2 separate regions of the Mus musculus genome follow, and region 2 is linked to region 1. A link is a contact called in public Hi-C data. All regions are on one chromosome and are shown on one strand. The core of a region is the stretch at or near the end of the contact, and the rest is flanking DNA. Distances in the headings are between cores, read along the strand shown. Region 1 has its middle 160 kb from the start of Gm14062. Region 2 overlaps Gm14061 (a long non-coding RNA gene).

Evidence for each region. Hi-C and Micro-C count contacts between places; a contact is called where the count stands out from the background.
Region 2: a Hi-C map of adipose-derived mesenchymal stem cells shows a contact between it and region 1, with 2.8 times the contacts expected there. The contact joins two enhancer-like sites.

What each region holds. Positions count from the first base shown.
Region 1 is chr2:138,037,633-138,044,699 of GRCm38.p6, forward strand. No RefSeq gene overlaps it. Among named protein-coding and RNA genes, the nearest start is that of Gm14062, 160 kb to the left of the region's middle. Within about 2 kb of position 3,294, at least 52 of the 459 cell types and tissues checked have an H3K27ac peak or open chromatin away from gene starts, as enhancers often do. A contact at or near this core is called in adipose-derived mesenchymal stem cells, where this site is marked.
Region 2 is chr2:138,671,940-138,679,006 of GRCm38.p6, forward strand. The region is part of intron 5 of Gm14061 (a long non-coding RNA gene); the gene reads left to right. Among named protein-coding and RNA genes, the nearest start is that of Gm14061, 94 kb to the left of the region's middle. Within about 2 kb of position 3,947, at least 14 of the 459 cell types and tissues checked have an H3K27ac peak or open chromatin away from gene starts, as enhancers often do. A contact at or near this core is called in adipose-derived mesenchymal stem cells, where this site is marked.

The sequences.
Region 1 (7,067 bases), core at 2,044-4,543:
TAATGGTAAAGTGGTATCCAAACAATATAATGAAAATTCACCTCAAGTGGTAGAATGTTTAGTGGTCTTAGAAGTTTTAAAAACCTTTTTAGAACCCCTTAATATTGTGTCAGATTCCTGTTATGTGGTAAATGCAGTAAATCTTTTAGAAGTGGCTGGAGTGATTAAGCCTTCCAGTAGAGTTGCCAATATTTTTCAGCAGATACAATTAGTTTTGTTATCTAGAAGATCTCCTGTTTATATTACTCATGTTAGAGCCCATTCAGGCCTACCTGGCCCCATGGCTCTGGGAAATGATTTGGCAGATAAGGCCACTAAAGTGGTGGCTGCTGCCCTATCATCCCCGGTAGAGGCTGCAAGAAATTTTCATAATAATTTTCATGTGACGGCTGAAACATTACGCAGTCGTTTCTCCTTGACAAGAAAAGAAGCCCGTGACATTGTTACTCAATGTCAAAGCTGCTGTGAGTTCTTGCCAGTTCCTCATGTGGGAATTAACCCACGCGGTATTCGACCTCTACAGGTCTGGCAAATGGATGTTACACATGTTTCTTCCTTTGGAAAACTTCAATATCTCCATGTGTCCATTGACACATGTTCTGGCATCATGTTTGCTTCTCCGTTAACTGGAGAAAAAGCCTCACATGTGATTCAACATTGTCTTGAGGCATGGAGTGCTTGGGGGAAACCCAGACTCCTTAAGACTGATAATGGACCAGCTTATACGTCTCAAAAATTTCAGCAGTTCTGCCGTCAGATGGACGTAACCCACCTGACTGGACTTCCATACAACCCTCAAGGACAGGGTATTGTTGAGCGTGCGCATCGCACCCTCAAAGCCTATCTTATAAAACAGAAGAGGGGAACTTTTGAGGAGACTGTACCCCGAGCACCAAGAGTGTCGGTGTCTTTGGCACTCTTTACACTCAATTTTTTAAATATTGATGCTCATGGCCATACTGCGGCTGAACGTCATTGTTCAGAGCCAGATAGGCCCAATGAGATGGTTAAATGGAAAAATGTCCTTGATAATAAATGGTATGGCCCGGATCCTATCTTGATAAGATCCAGGGGAGCTATCTGTGTTTTCCCACAGAATGAAGACAACCCATTTTGGGTACCAGAAAGACTCACCCGAAAAATCCAGACTGACCAAGGGAATACTAATGTCCCTCGTCTTGGTGATGTCCAGGGCGTCAATAATAAAGAGAGAGCAGCGTTGGGGGATAATGTCGACATTTCCACTCCCAATGACGGTGATGTATAATGCTCAAGTATTCTCCTGCTTTTTTACCACTAACTAGGAACTGGGTTTGGCCTTAATTCAGACAGCCTTGGCTCTGTCTGGACAGGTCCAGATGACTGACACCATTAACACTTTGTCAGCCTCAGTGACTACAGTCATAGATGAACAGGCCTCAGTTAATGTCAAGATACAGAGAGGTCTCATGCTGGTTAATCAACTCATAGATCTTGTCCAGATACAACTAGATGTATTATGACAAATAACTCAGCAGGGATGTGAACAAAAGTTTCCGGGATTGTGTGTTATTTCCATTCAGTATGTTAAATTTACTAGGGCAGCTAATTTGTCAAAAAGTCTTTTTCAGTATATGTTACAGAATTGGATGGCTGAATTTGAACAGACCCTTCGAGGCTTGCCATCATTCAGGTCAACTCCACGCGCTTGGACCTGTCCCTGACCAAAGGATTACCCAATTGGATCTCCTCAGCATTTTCTTTCTTTAAAAAATGGGTGGGATTAATATTATTTGGAGATACACTTTGCTGTGGATTGGTGTTGCTTCTTTGATTGGTCTGTAAGCTTAGGGCCTAAACTAGGAGAGACAAGGTGGTTATTGCCCAGGCGCTTGCAGGACTAGAACATGGAGCTTCCCCTGATATATCTATGCTTAGGCAATAGGTCGCTGGCCACTCAGCTCTTATATCTCACGAGGCTAGTCTCATTGCACGAGATAGAGTGAGTGTGCTTCAGCAGCCCGAGAGAGTTGCAAGGCTAAGCACTGCAATGGAAAGGCTCTGCGGCATATATGAGCCTATTCTAGGGAGACATGTCATCTTTCATGAAGGTTCAGTGTCCTAGTTCCCTTCCCCCAGGCAAAACGACACGGGAGCAGGTCAGGGTTGCTCTGGGTAAAAGCCTGTGAGCCTAAGAGCTAATCCTGTACATGGCTCCTTTACCTACACACTGGGGATTTGACCTCTATCTCCACTCTCATTAATATGGGTGGCCTATTTGCTCTTATTAAAAGAAAAAGGGGGAGATGTTGGGAGCCGCCCCCACATTCGCCGTTACAAGATGGCGCTGACATCCTGTGTTCTAAGTGGTAAACAAATAATCTGCGCATGTGCCAAGGGTATCTTATGACTACTTGTGCTCTGCCTTCCCCGTGACGTCAACTCGGCCGATGGGCTGCAGCCAATCAAGGAGTGACACGTCCGAGGCGAAGGAGAATGCTCCTTAAGAGGGACGGGGTTTTCGTTTTCTCTCTCTCTTGCTTTTTCGCTCTCTTGCTTTTCCCTCTCTCTTGCTTCTTGCTCTCTTTTCCTGAAGATGTAAGAATAAAGCTTTGCCGCAGAAGATTCTGGTCTGTGGTGTTCTTCCTGGCCGGTCGTGAGAACGCGTCGAATAACATTCTTCCCCTCCCTAGACTAATTCCCACAATCCTCTGCAGATCTCTCCAGGGAACTCTTCTGTAACAAATCACTTGCCAGGAATGTTTGGCTCCGACTCTACTTTGGGAAGAGCAGGACCTCAGATGTATCTGGAGACTCCCAATTCCAGCTGTGTGAATCCTCATAACTATTCTGCTTGGGAATTTGCTTGGCCATCGCAGAAACATCTAGGAGCACAAATCACTTTTGTTCCCACACAGCCAGCTCCTGATCAAGCGAGGCCCAGGATGCTTCAGCAGCCTGTCCCCCACCCCCTGTCCCGTCAGAGAAGTGAATCAACATGTTTCTGAATGCTTGCCATGTTACGTCCCTAATTCCAGCTTTATGCTCTCACTCATCATTTTAAGTATGTGTTACTAGATCTGTTTCATAGTCAAGGAAGCTGAAGTTCAGAGAGGTTATAAAAACTGAACAAATTCCCACACACCGAGACACAACTTAGGCCTTTAACTTTCAACTTCCAGTCGGGTGAATTGCGTACATACTTTACGGCAGCTGGCCTTGCTGGTGCCACCTGAAAGTAAATAGTGCTCACCAGAGGCCACGTCACCATTACATCCAGAAAAAGACAGAGCCCAGGCCACTTCTGCACCAAGACAGTGACTAAGTGCTACAGTACTGCCTAAGCACAATGACAATGACTAAGCCACCCCCTCTCACATCTGTGAGTCACTGTTCTTTTCCAACTATGGCCTAGTTCAGGTTAATCTTTCTAACTCCTAGATAAATGTATCCCAATATCCTGACAAAATCCGATCTAAAATCAGGCCCCTGCTTTCCTGTTTCCCCCTTGGAGTTATTTAAAGTCCGGTCTACTCTCAAGCCTCTCCCAGGATTCTACTGAGCTCTCAGTAGCATAAAATATGACGTGTTCCTGGTGGATTTATCATCTACGTTTCTTGATTTGTCAGGTGGTTTTCAATATAATTTCTCCTTAAAACAAATATGTTATTGTCTGGTACCATATTTCCTGAAACGTTAAGGCTATATATACTGTAAAATGTACATCTATAAGTTTTTAAAAAATACGTGCTTTTCTTTCAAAATATTGCTTTAAACCATGACACCATCCTTTTATGTTAGCCTTGAACTTTGAATCAGTGATATCAGATTCTTGTGGCTTTAGTTTTTCACATACTCCAAGAATGTGATCAGTTGCACTAGTTGTCTGGAGACACAATGTTTTTGCTTATACCTCTGTGATAAAGTTTAACTACTGTACTTGGGTACATCTTCCTTTCTTAGAAAGCCTGGTGTTGCACTATGCAAAAACAGTTTCTTTATTCCTCCAACATCAAATATTTGCTTCACGAATAACAACTTTAAACTACATTGCAGCCTGTGCTGGAGGACTTCTTTCTTCTAAGTTGTCAAACATTGGTACGTATAGTAAACATTGGCATATATAGTAAACATTGGTATATATAGTAAACACTGGTACATATAGTAGAAGTTCTTGGTGCCCTTCACTTGGGTGCTTTACCCATCCTCCAACTGCTGTGATTTCTGATGGCTCAGAATAGACCTCTTCGCTGTTCTTGTCCTCTGAGGTCACTTTACTAGAGGCAACTAGTTGACAAAGGACATGCCCCCAATATGACCTTGAGAGCTTATTGGAGTAAAAATCTCCATGGATGAAGAGAATCTGAAGAAGGAACAAAATAATCCAACAAGCAGAGCCTGAAAGCAAATATCAGACCTGGCAGAGTTAAATCAGAAACAGAGAATGGGATCAAAAGCTTCAGAAGGGACCAGAATGACTGAGAATGGAAATTTACCAATTAACACCAACTCTATGGATGGAAAATCCCCAATTCAAACCAACATTATGAAGTTCTCCTTCCTGCAAGATAGGAAAACATCTTTTCATTTGCTTCTAGTTCATCCATGAGACAGATTTGAGTTTGCTCTTGTTTCCCAATGGACCAACCTGCAATAAAGCACTTTCATTTTTCAAAACTCTTGGCTTCTGTGCATGTAAGCAGTGAGACTTGCTGTGTATCCCAGTATTGGCAGATTTCTGTACACACTTTCTCACATCATCAACTAGACATTAGTAACTTTTTGTCTGGGGATTTCTTCTAAAAACAAGGTCTCAAAGAATTTTAATCAAAATACTCTGGGTTGGGAAAAAATAAATAAAAGAATAATTTTTGGGGTCAAAGACCTAGAAATTTTTGTAGATAAAATTTATTATAGTTTATGCATATTTAAATGAAAAATCTTTGAATATTTTTTACTTTTTAAATTCCATTCACCTTTCCAGCTTTATTTGTATTCTTCTTTTACTTTTATATTTACCCTTTATTTAGGATTTTCAAACTGTATTTTTTTTTTAAATAAAGGTTTAGAAAAATAAGTTCTCTGGAGCGTCTTATGAGTTCTCCTTTGATTCAAATAGTGTTTATTCTTGATTTTATAAAAGGTAAAGATACTGGTATATTCAAAAAATGTTAATCTCCCGGTTGGTCATGATGAAAATGCACAGTTTTTACCAACTCAGATTGACAACTCCATCCACTCTTCCTACCAGGACTCAAGACTGAAAGTCTCAAGAAGGGAGGGTTTAAACTGTAAGTCATTTATCTTCTGGGAAAGACCTTATAGATGTACAGTTACTTTGCTGGGACCAGTCACCTGCACAATGGTGCAGAATAACTCCATGTAGTATATAAACAAATGAGGTCTCTCTTCCCATAAATCTTCATTAATAAAAGCAAGCTATAGGCTAGATTTGACACATGGGCTATGATTTGCCGAACCCTGAGCTTAACCAAGAGGGGAATCTGACATAAACTTTTACAAAGATCTCTGAGTTGCAATTGTTATAGGTAGAAAATTTAAAGATATAGGCAGAGATAGAAGTAGACATGAGAGGGTCAGTGTTTATCTACCCATTTAATTGCATTGTTAAAGAGAATTCTCCAATAGAAGGGAAACGCATGCACCACCTCATGTGCTCTCAACTTCATCCTCTTGTAACTTCTGGAAGAATCACCTTTTATTTATTTAAAAAATACCTATTGTATTTATATACATGTGTGCGTGCCTGAGTGTTTGTGTGCATACAGTGTGAACACAGGAGCCTGGCAGGAGGGTGTTAGAAGGGGAATCAAATCTCCTGAAACTGTAGTTCAAGATGCGTGTGAGCCACTCTATGAGTTATGGGAACAGAATTTGGGGTCTCTGAAATAGCCAGTGTTCTTAACCACTGAGCCTTCTCTACAGTCCCAGAGGTTGTATTTAATTTATTTATCTTATTTTATTAGATATTTTCTTTATTTACATTTCTAATGCTATCCCGAAAGTTACCTGTACCCTCCCCCCGCCCTGCTCCCCTACCCCCCACTCCCACTTCTTGGCCCTGGCGTTCCCCTGTACTGGGGCATATGAAGTTTGCAAGACCAAGGGGCCTCTCTTCCCAGTGATGGCTGACTAAACCATCTTCTGCTACATATGCAGCTAGAGACACGAGCTCTGGGGGTACTGGTTAGTTCATATTGTTGTTCCACTGTTAGGGTTGCAGACCCCTTCAGGCCCTTGCGTACTTTCTCTAGCTTCACTTTTGGGGGGCCCTGTGTTCCATCCTATAGATGACTGTGAGCATCCACTTCTGTATTTGCCAGGCACTGGCATAGCCTTATACGAGACAGCTATATCAGGGTCCTTTCAGCAAAATCTCGCTGGCATATGCAATAGTGTCTGGGTTTGGTGACTGATTATGGGATGGATCCCCATGTGGGGTAGTCTCTGGATAGTCCCTCCTTTCGTCTTAGCTCCAAACTTTGTCTCTGTAACTCCTTTCATGGGTATTTTTTCCCTATTCTAAGGAGGAATGAAGTGTCCACACGTTGGTCTTCCTTTTTCTTGATTTTCTTGTGTTTTGCAAATTGTATCTTGGGTATTCTAAGTTTCTGGGCTAATATCCACTTATCAGTGAGTGCATATTTAGTGACTTCTTTTGTGATTGGGTTACCTCACTAAGGATGATATCCTCCAGATACATCCATGTGCCCAAGAATTTCATAAAGTCATTGTTTTTAAGAGCTGAGTAGTACTCCATTGTGTAAATGTGAGGTTGATTTTAAAGAAGCAATATAATTCATCAACTCTCTGGGAGAAGTCTCAGGAAAGAAAGTTAGTTAGTAAGAGAAAGAAGGAAGGAAGAGAGGGAGGGAAGGAGGGAGGGAGGGAGGGAGGGAGGGAGGGAGGGAGGGAGGGAGGGAGGGAGGGAGAGAAAGGATGTATTTCCTCTCTTAAAACCATTTGCACTGGTCAGTAGTGGCTCATGCCTTTAATCCCAGCACTTGGGAGACAGAGGCAGGCAGATTTTTGAGTTTGAGGCCAGTCTAGTCTACAAAGTGAGTTCC
Region 2 (7,067 bases), core at 2,697-5,196, 630 kb after region 1:
TCTTTTTTTCCTTTAAACTATAATTTACTTAGCGCTTGATAATTTCACACATGGTATCATATCCCTTGCTTGTACCCACCTCCAGCTCCTCATCTCCCTCAGTTTTCTTCTTCACTCCTCCCCTCGTTCACCACCTCCTTTGCTCTGTTCCACTGTCTGCCTTCTTCTTTCCCTCTCTGCTTCCTCCTCCAGAATAAGGCTCTTATGTAAAAGGAAAGGAGACTTTTACAAATGACTCCACCTGAGGGTTCCCTCAGCAAATCTCAAACCTTGAATAAGCTCTTGGGAGCATCCCTGCATGATTAAGTTCCTGCATGACTTTGAGAGACTGCAGCATGTCAGTATTTTCATGCAGCGTTGGTTTTTGAACAATATGACTTACTGGAGAATACCAGTACACAAAGTTAACTCTTTCTGGTTGTTCTTCTCTTGTACTTGTGCTTTCTAATTCCAAAGAGTCAAATACCACGTTTCCCAGGGTTGTTATGTACTCTTGTCTTCCTTTCTAAATATGTGGTACCAACAGCCTAGTTTCTCTCTGTTTTATTAATTAATTTATTTACTTTATATCCCCATCACAGATTCCCCTTCCTCCTCTCCTCGCAGTCCCTCTTCCCCACACCACAATCCCCCATCCCCACTTTCTCCACAGAAAAGAGGAGGCCTCCCATGGATATCAACTCACCTTGGCATATAAAGTTGCAGTGGGACCAGATATATTTTCTACTATGGCAAGGCAAGTAAGTCCACTCAAGGGAAAGGGATCCAAAGGAAGACAACAGAGTCAGATACAGCCCCTGATCATACTGTTAGGAGTCCTACATGAAGACCAAACTTTGCAACTGTTGCATATGTGCAGAGAGTCTAGGTCCATCCCATGCATGCTCTCTGTTTGGCAGTTCAGTCTCTGTGGGAATCTATGGGCAAAGCTTAGCTGATTCTGAAGGGTTTTCTTGTCTTTGACCTCTTCCTCCTCTTTAACATTATTCTGCATGCTCCTTCTAATGTTTGGCTGTAGGTCTCTCCATCTGTTTCCATTAGAAACTGGATAAAGCCTCTCAGATGTCAGTTAGACTGGGCATCTATCTATAAGTTTAGCAGAATATCATTAATAGTATTAGTGGTAGGCTCTCTCTCATGGCATGGGTCTCTAGTTATTGGTTGGCAATTCCCTTAATTTCTATTCCATCATTACCTCTTCACATTCTGTATGCAGGACAAATTGTGGGTCTAAGGTTTTGTGACTGGTTTGGTGTCACAGTCCCTCCATTGGAAGTCTTTTTGGCTTATAGAAAATAGCCATTTCAGGTTCCATATCCTCCATTGCTTGGAGTCATACTAGTGTAACCTTTATAAGTTCCTAGGAGTTTCCATTGCCATAGATTTCTAACTTGTCCCAGAGATGTGCCCCCATTACATTAATTTTAGTTCTCTCTCCCAGTACTCTTTGCTTCTGTCCTCCCTTCACTTGATCCCTTCTGTTTTCCCCACTTGCTCCCCCATCTAGCCACATCCCTTCATCCACTACTGATATTTATTCCATTTCCCCTTCTCAGGGAGATTCAAGCATTTTCCCTTGGGCACTATTGTTACTTAGCTTCTTTGGGTCTGTGGATGGTAAAATGGCTATTCAATACTTTATGGCTAATATCCACTTGTAAATGAGTAAATACCATGAATATCCCTTGGGGTCTGGGTTACCTCATTCAAGATGATATTGTCTAGTTCCATTCAATTGCTTTCAAATTTCATGATGTCATTGTATTTAATAGCTGAGTAATATTTTATTGTATAAATGTACCATATTTTCTCTATCCATTCTTTGGTTAAGGAATATCTATCTAAGTTGTTTCTAATTTCTGCCTATTACCAATAAAGATGCTATGAACATAGTTGAGCAAATGTCTTACCGGCACCAATCTACAGATTCAATGTACGTCTTAGCACAATTGCAACACAATTATTTATAAATCTTGAAAAAATAATGCTCAACTTCACATGAGAAAACAAAAACTTTGGATAGTTAAAACAATAAAAGAACTTCTAGAGGTATCACCATCTGTGATTTCAAACTGTACTACAGATAAATAGTAAGAAAAACTGCGTGGCATTGTCTTAAAAATAGTCAGGCTGATCAATGAAATTGAATTGAAGATCCAGAAGCAAATCCACATATATGGACATTTTATTTTTAACAAAGAAACCAAAACTACACAGTGGAAAAAGAAAGCATCTTCAACAAATGGTGCTGGATAACTGGGTTTCTGTATATAGAAGAACGCAAATAGATCCAGATCTACCAGCCTGCATAAAACTCAAGTCCCAGTAGATCAAAGACCTCAATGTAAGGCTGGATACACTAAATCTAATAGCATAAAAAGTGGAGAATAGCCTAGGATGCATTGGTACAGAAAACAACTTTATGAACTGAATAACTCAGGTTCTAAGATCAACAATTAAGAAATGAGATCACAGAAACTAAAAAGGTTCTGTATGACAACGAACACCATCAAAAGGACAAAATGGAAGCCTATAGAATGGGTAAAGATCTTCACCAGCCCTACAAATTACAGAGGGCTGATACCCAAAATATATAAAGAACTCAAGAAACTAGCCATCAACAAACCAATTTGAAAATGTGTTACAGATCTAAACAGAGTATTCTCAATGAAAGAATCTCTAATGGACAAGAGTTACTTGAATTAATGTTTAACATCCTTAGTCATCAAAAAATGCAAATCAAATGATTTTGAAATTCCACCTTACATGCACCAGCATGTCTAAATCAAAAACTCAAGAGACACATGCTGGTGAGGGTATGGACCCAAGGGAACACTCCTCCATTTCTGAGTGCAAACTTGGAAAATCACTTTGAACATCAATTTCATCATTTCTCTGAAAATGTGGGTGAGTTCTGACTCAAGACCCAGCTATACCACTCCTGGGCATACAGCCAAAAATGGCTCCATCACCCTCCTTTATGAGTGATTTTCTCTCCTTTAAATGATGGTTTAATTCTCATCTAGGGCCAGGTAAATGTGTAACTATTGCACTTAGAACATTTGTTACACCATTTTCCTGGCTGATGCCCTCTTTACCTCCTTCCTTTCATCATATTGATTGTGTATGCTGTGGGTCCTTTCAGGCTAGATGCTTCAGATGTACACTGTTCAGTTGTCCCTATAAAGACAGGGCTATGAGTAGACCTTGCTCACTTCTATCATCATGTATAGACAGTTAAATAGGTTCTGGGGGTCATTGTCACTTATACATTGGAAGTTACTTTCTCTGTGGACACTGAGTGTGCAAGCCACCATCCATTTAGCTTTGCAGTCACTTTTCAGTCTGAGTAGACTGTTTTCCCACAGGCACAATTTATTTTGTTATCAACTAGAACATCTATTTCCTCACAAGTATTACTTCTTCATGAAAGTATCATGCAACATTAATAATAAATGTTGGCTAGTACTGACTTTGTTAGTGGAAAGCAAACGAGTGCCAGAGGAGAGTTTTCCCCACACACAGAGGGTGTGACTCAATTTGGTGTGTTATGAAAATTCATGAGGTGAAAAATTTCCACTAGATGTTTACTTAAGAGAGATATGTGGTGGGTAATTTCTAGCAAATGAAAAAGAATGTTGTTTTATGGGCCTTAAAAATGGGCAAAGAAATTAAGTAAGAGGGCTGAAATTAAACCACACTACTTTAACAGCAAAAGACAACATAGCAGAGCAGAAAAGTTCTTGGTCCATAAGTGAGGCATGGGTTTTTCTCTGAGCTGGGCATAGGAGAAGACATTAACCCTCCCCAAACTCAGTCTTCTTTAGGAACAAAGAAAAAAATCCATTCGAAATCAAAGCTTGTGAAATATCTTGCGAAATGTCTTACTAGTATGGACTAGAATCTTGGCTGCCTGAGAGTTGGCTCAGGGGTCTCATTCCATCTAAGTTGTGGAGAGTCCACTCTGGTTGAGAGCTTGTCCAGCCTCCCACAGGTTGGTCTTGAGTCAGTCAGTTTGCTTGCCTAATAGTCAGAAAAAGAAGGAAACATTGGGCTGAGAAAGATAGCTCAGTTTCAAGAGTGTATGCATGCAACCCCAAGGATATGAGTTTGATCAAAGAACTCATGCTTAAAAAGCCAAGCATGGTCATAAACATATGTAATAACAGCATTGGAGGAATGGAATCACATGGGTCTCTGGGAATCACTGTCAGATAACCTAGTCTACTAGCTGAGTTGGCCACTAAAATAATGTGCCTCAAAATCAAGATGGACAATACAAGAAAAAACACTCAAGGTTAATTTCAGGCCTCCATGTGAGCTGATCTATATGTGAGCATCCCCACCCCCCCCAGCCCTGTGTAAGTCTACCCAACACATTAAATACATTCATACACATACACACACACACGAGAGAGACAGAGACAGAGACAGAGAGAGAGAGAGAAAGAGAAAGAAAGAGAGAGAGACAGAGAGACAGAGATACAGAGATAGAGAAAGACAGAGACTGAGAGACACAGAGAAAGTGAAAATTAATTTTTTTTTTATAGGATAGTGTTCTAGTTTCATTGCTCTTGCTGTGATAAAACACTCTGATTAAAAACATTTGTGGGAGGGCAGTTTATTTGACACACAATCCCAGGTTACAATACAAGACTGAGAGGAAGTTAAGGTAAGAACTTAAGCAGTTAGTCATATCATATATACTGTAAAGCTGAAAGAAAAAAAAAATTACTTGTGTGGTCTGCTTGTTTACTCAGTTACTGCTTCTCTCTTCTACCCTTCAGAGTGCAGCCTCAGCCTCAGGAATGGTGCCGCCCACAGTGGGAAGGGTCAGTTAACTTTCAAGACAGTTCCCTATAGACATGCTTGCACACAGTCCATCTACATAATCCATCAATTGAGACCCCATTTCCCAGGTTATTCTACCTTGTACTAAAGTAATGTTTAAAACAAACCATCACAGGCTTTTCAGGAGGTTCCACCTTGACTCAGGTGGGAGGACCCGGGTGGTGAGTTATCATTGTGCTGCCTAGCGAGAGGCTTAGTACCCATCAGGGAATGGGTAGAGTTGGCGTATAATGAATATGTGTCAAATTTAGGCAGGGCTGTACATCTTGCTATATTTTCTTTTAATGATGACTTTTGGTCTTCTCCATTTTCTTTTTCTTCTTACGGAAGGGTTTTTCTGTGTATCCTCAGCTGACCTTGAACCCCTGGTCCTTTTGCTTCAGCCTCAGGATTACTGATGTGCACTCCCATGTCTGCCATTCCTTCTTTCTCAAACTCCACTTACTTTAATGTTTAGAATATTCCTTTCCATGAAGTACTGACTTCGAATTCTCTTCTTCCTACTTGGAATAATAACACATTTCTCAACCTTTCATCCCTCCCAATCAGGTTGCAGCCACTCATGCACGACATTTGAATCTTACTTCTTCTTTTTTAAAATTGAATTTTATTTGTAATTCATTTTTTTTTACACTCCATATTCCATTCCCCACCCCATCCATCCTCCAACTGCTCTACATCCCACAGCTCCTCCCCACACAGTCTCCACAAGGATGCCCCCACCCTCCACCTCATCTGACCTCTAAACTCCCTGAGGCATCCAGTCTCTTGATGGTTAGGTGCATCATTTCTGAATGGACACAGACCCTGCTGTTCTCTATTCTATGTGTGTTGGGGGCCTCATACCAGTTGGTGTATGTTGTCTGTTTTGTGGCCCAGTGTTTAAAGGTCACAGGGGTCCAGATTAATTAAGACTGCTGGTCCTCTTATAGAATCACCCTTCTCATCAGCTTCTTTCAGGCTTCCCTAATTCAGCAACAGGGGTCAGCTGCTTCTGTCCATTGGTTGAGTGCAAATATCTATATCTGACTCTTTCAGCTGCCTGTTGGGTCTTTTGGAGGGAAGTTTTGATAGATCCTTTTTTTATGAGTGCTTCATAGCATCAGTAATAGTGTCAGGCCTTGGGATCTTCCCTTGAACTGGATCTCTCTTTGGGCCTGTCGCTGGACCTTCCTTTCCTCAGGTTCCTCTCCATTTCCATCCCTGTAATTCTTTCAGACAGAAACAATTATGGGTCAGAGATGTGACTGTGGGATGGCAACCCCATCCTGAATCTTACTTCTTAGGGATAAAACTCCTTAAGGAACATGCATGGCCTTGTATCTTGGCTCTCTGAGTCATTCTGTACTCAACTCACTGTAAGGGAATTCAGGATTTGCTGTAGAGTTAAGGCCCTCCAGAGATAATCCCCATATGTCAAAGTTCAAGGACTGGCAGCATAGATCTGGGTATTGTCTTCAAAGTCAACATTGCAATTGAGTTCCACTTGCCCAAACTGGCGACCTACTATTCAGGGTGACTTATCATGAACCATTTATAACTTATTTCATGTGAACAATTTCCCCTTCCTTATATTAATCTTTCTGTCTAGTCGTGTGTGCTTCTTGGTATTATATCTTAGATTACTGCCTGTACTCACCTCTGTTTCTGAGCAAGATAAGAAAACTTAGAGTAAAGAACTGTGTGCTGAAATTCTTAGAAAAATAGAACACCCAGAATTGAGTTATGCATATTATAGGGACAAAATGAATACAGGTTAAATAATAAAAATGAGGCGAGAAAATGCCCTATATAAATATGTTTCTTTTGTTTGTCTACGTATGAGGCCATCCTGTCATACTGAGCTTTCTACTCACGAAGAACAGTTTGGAGATACTCTATACCTGGCTGATGCCATATAGACTTCTTGGTCACCCACACATCTCTTTTTTGTTCTGGCTGGAACACTCATCTCCCATCCACAATGCTCAGTACTGCAGCACCCTCAGATTCTAGAGAAGTAACCTCTGCTAGGTCAGCTTAGGGTGCACTTACATTCTAGATGCAGACAATGACTGCTGTCATTGGGATACCATCTCTAGGTCCCCTTCATTTAACTGGAGCTACGTGGGGAACTTTAACACTGTGTGTACAGCTTCAGTCTGAAACCAGACTCCAGATGACACCATATCACTTCATCCCACACTGCTCAGCTCTTTTTCGACCCACCATGTTTC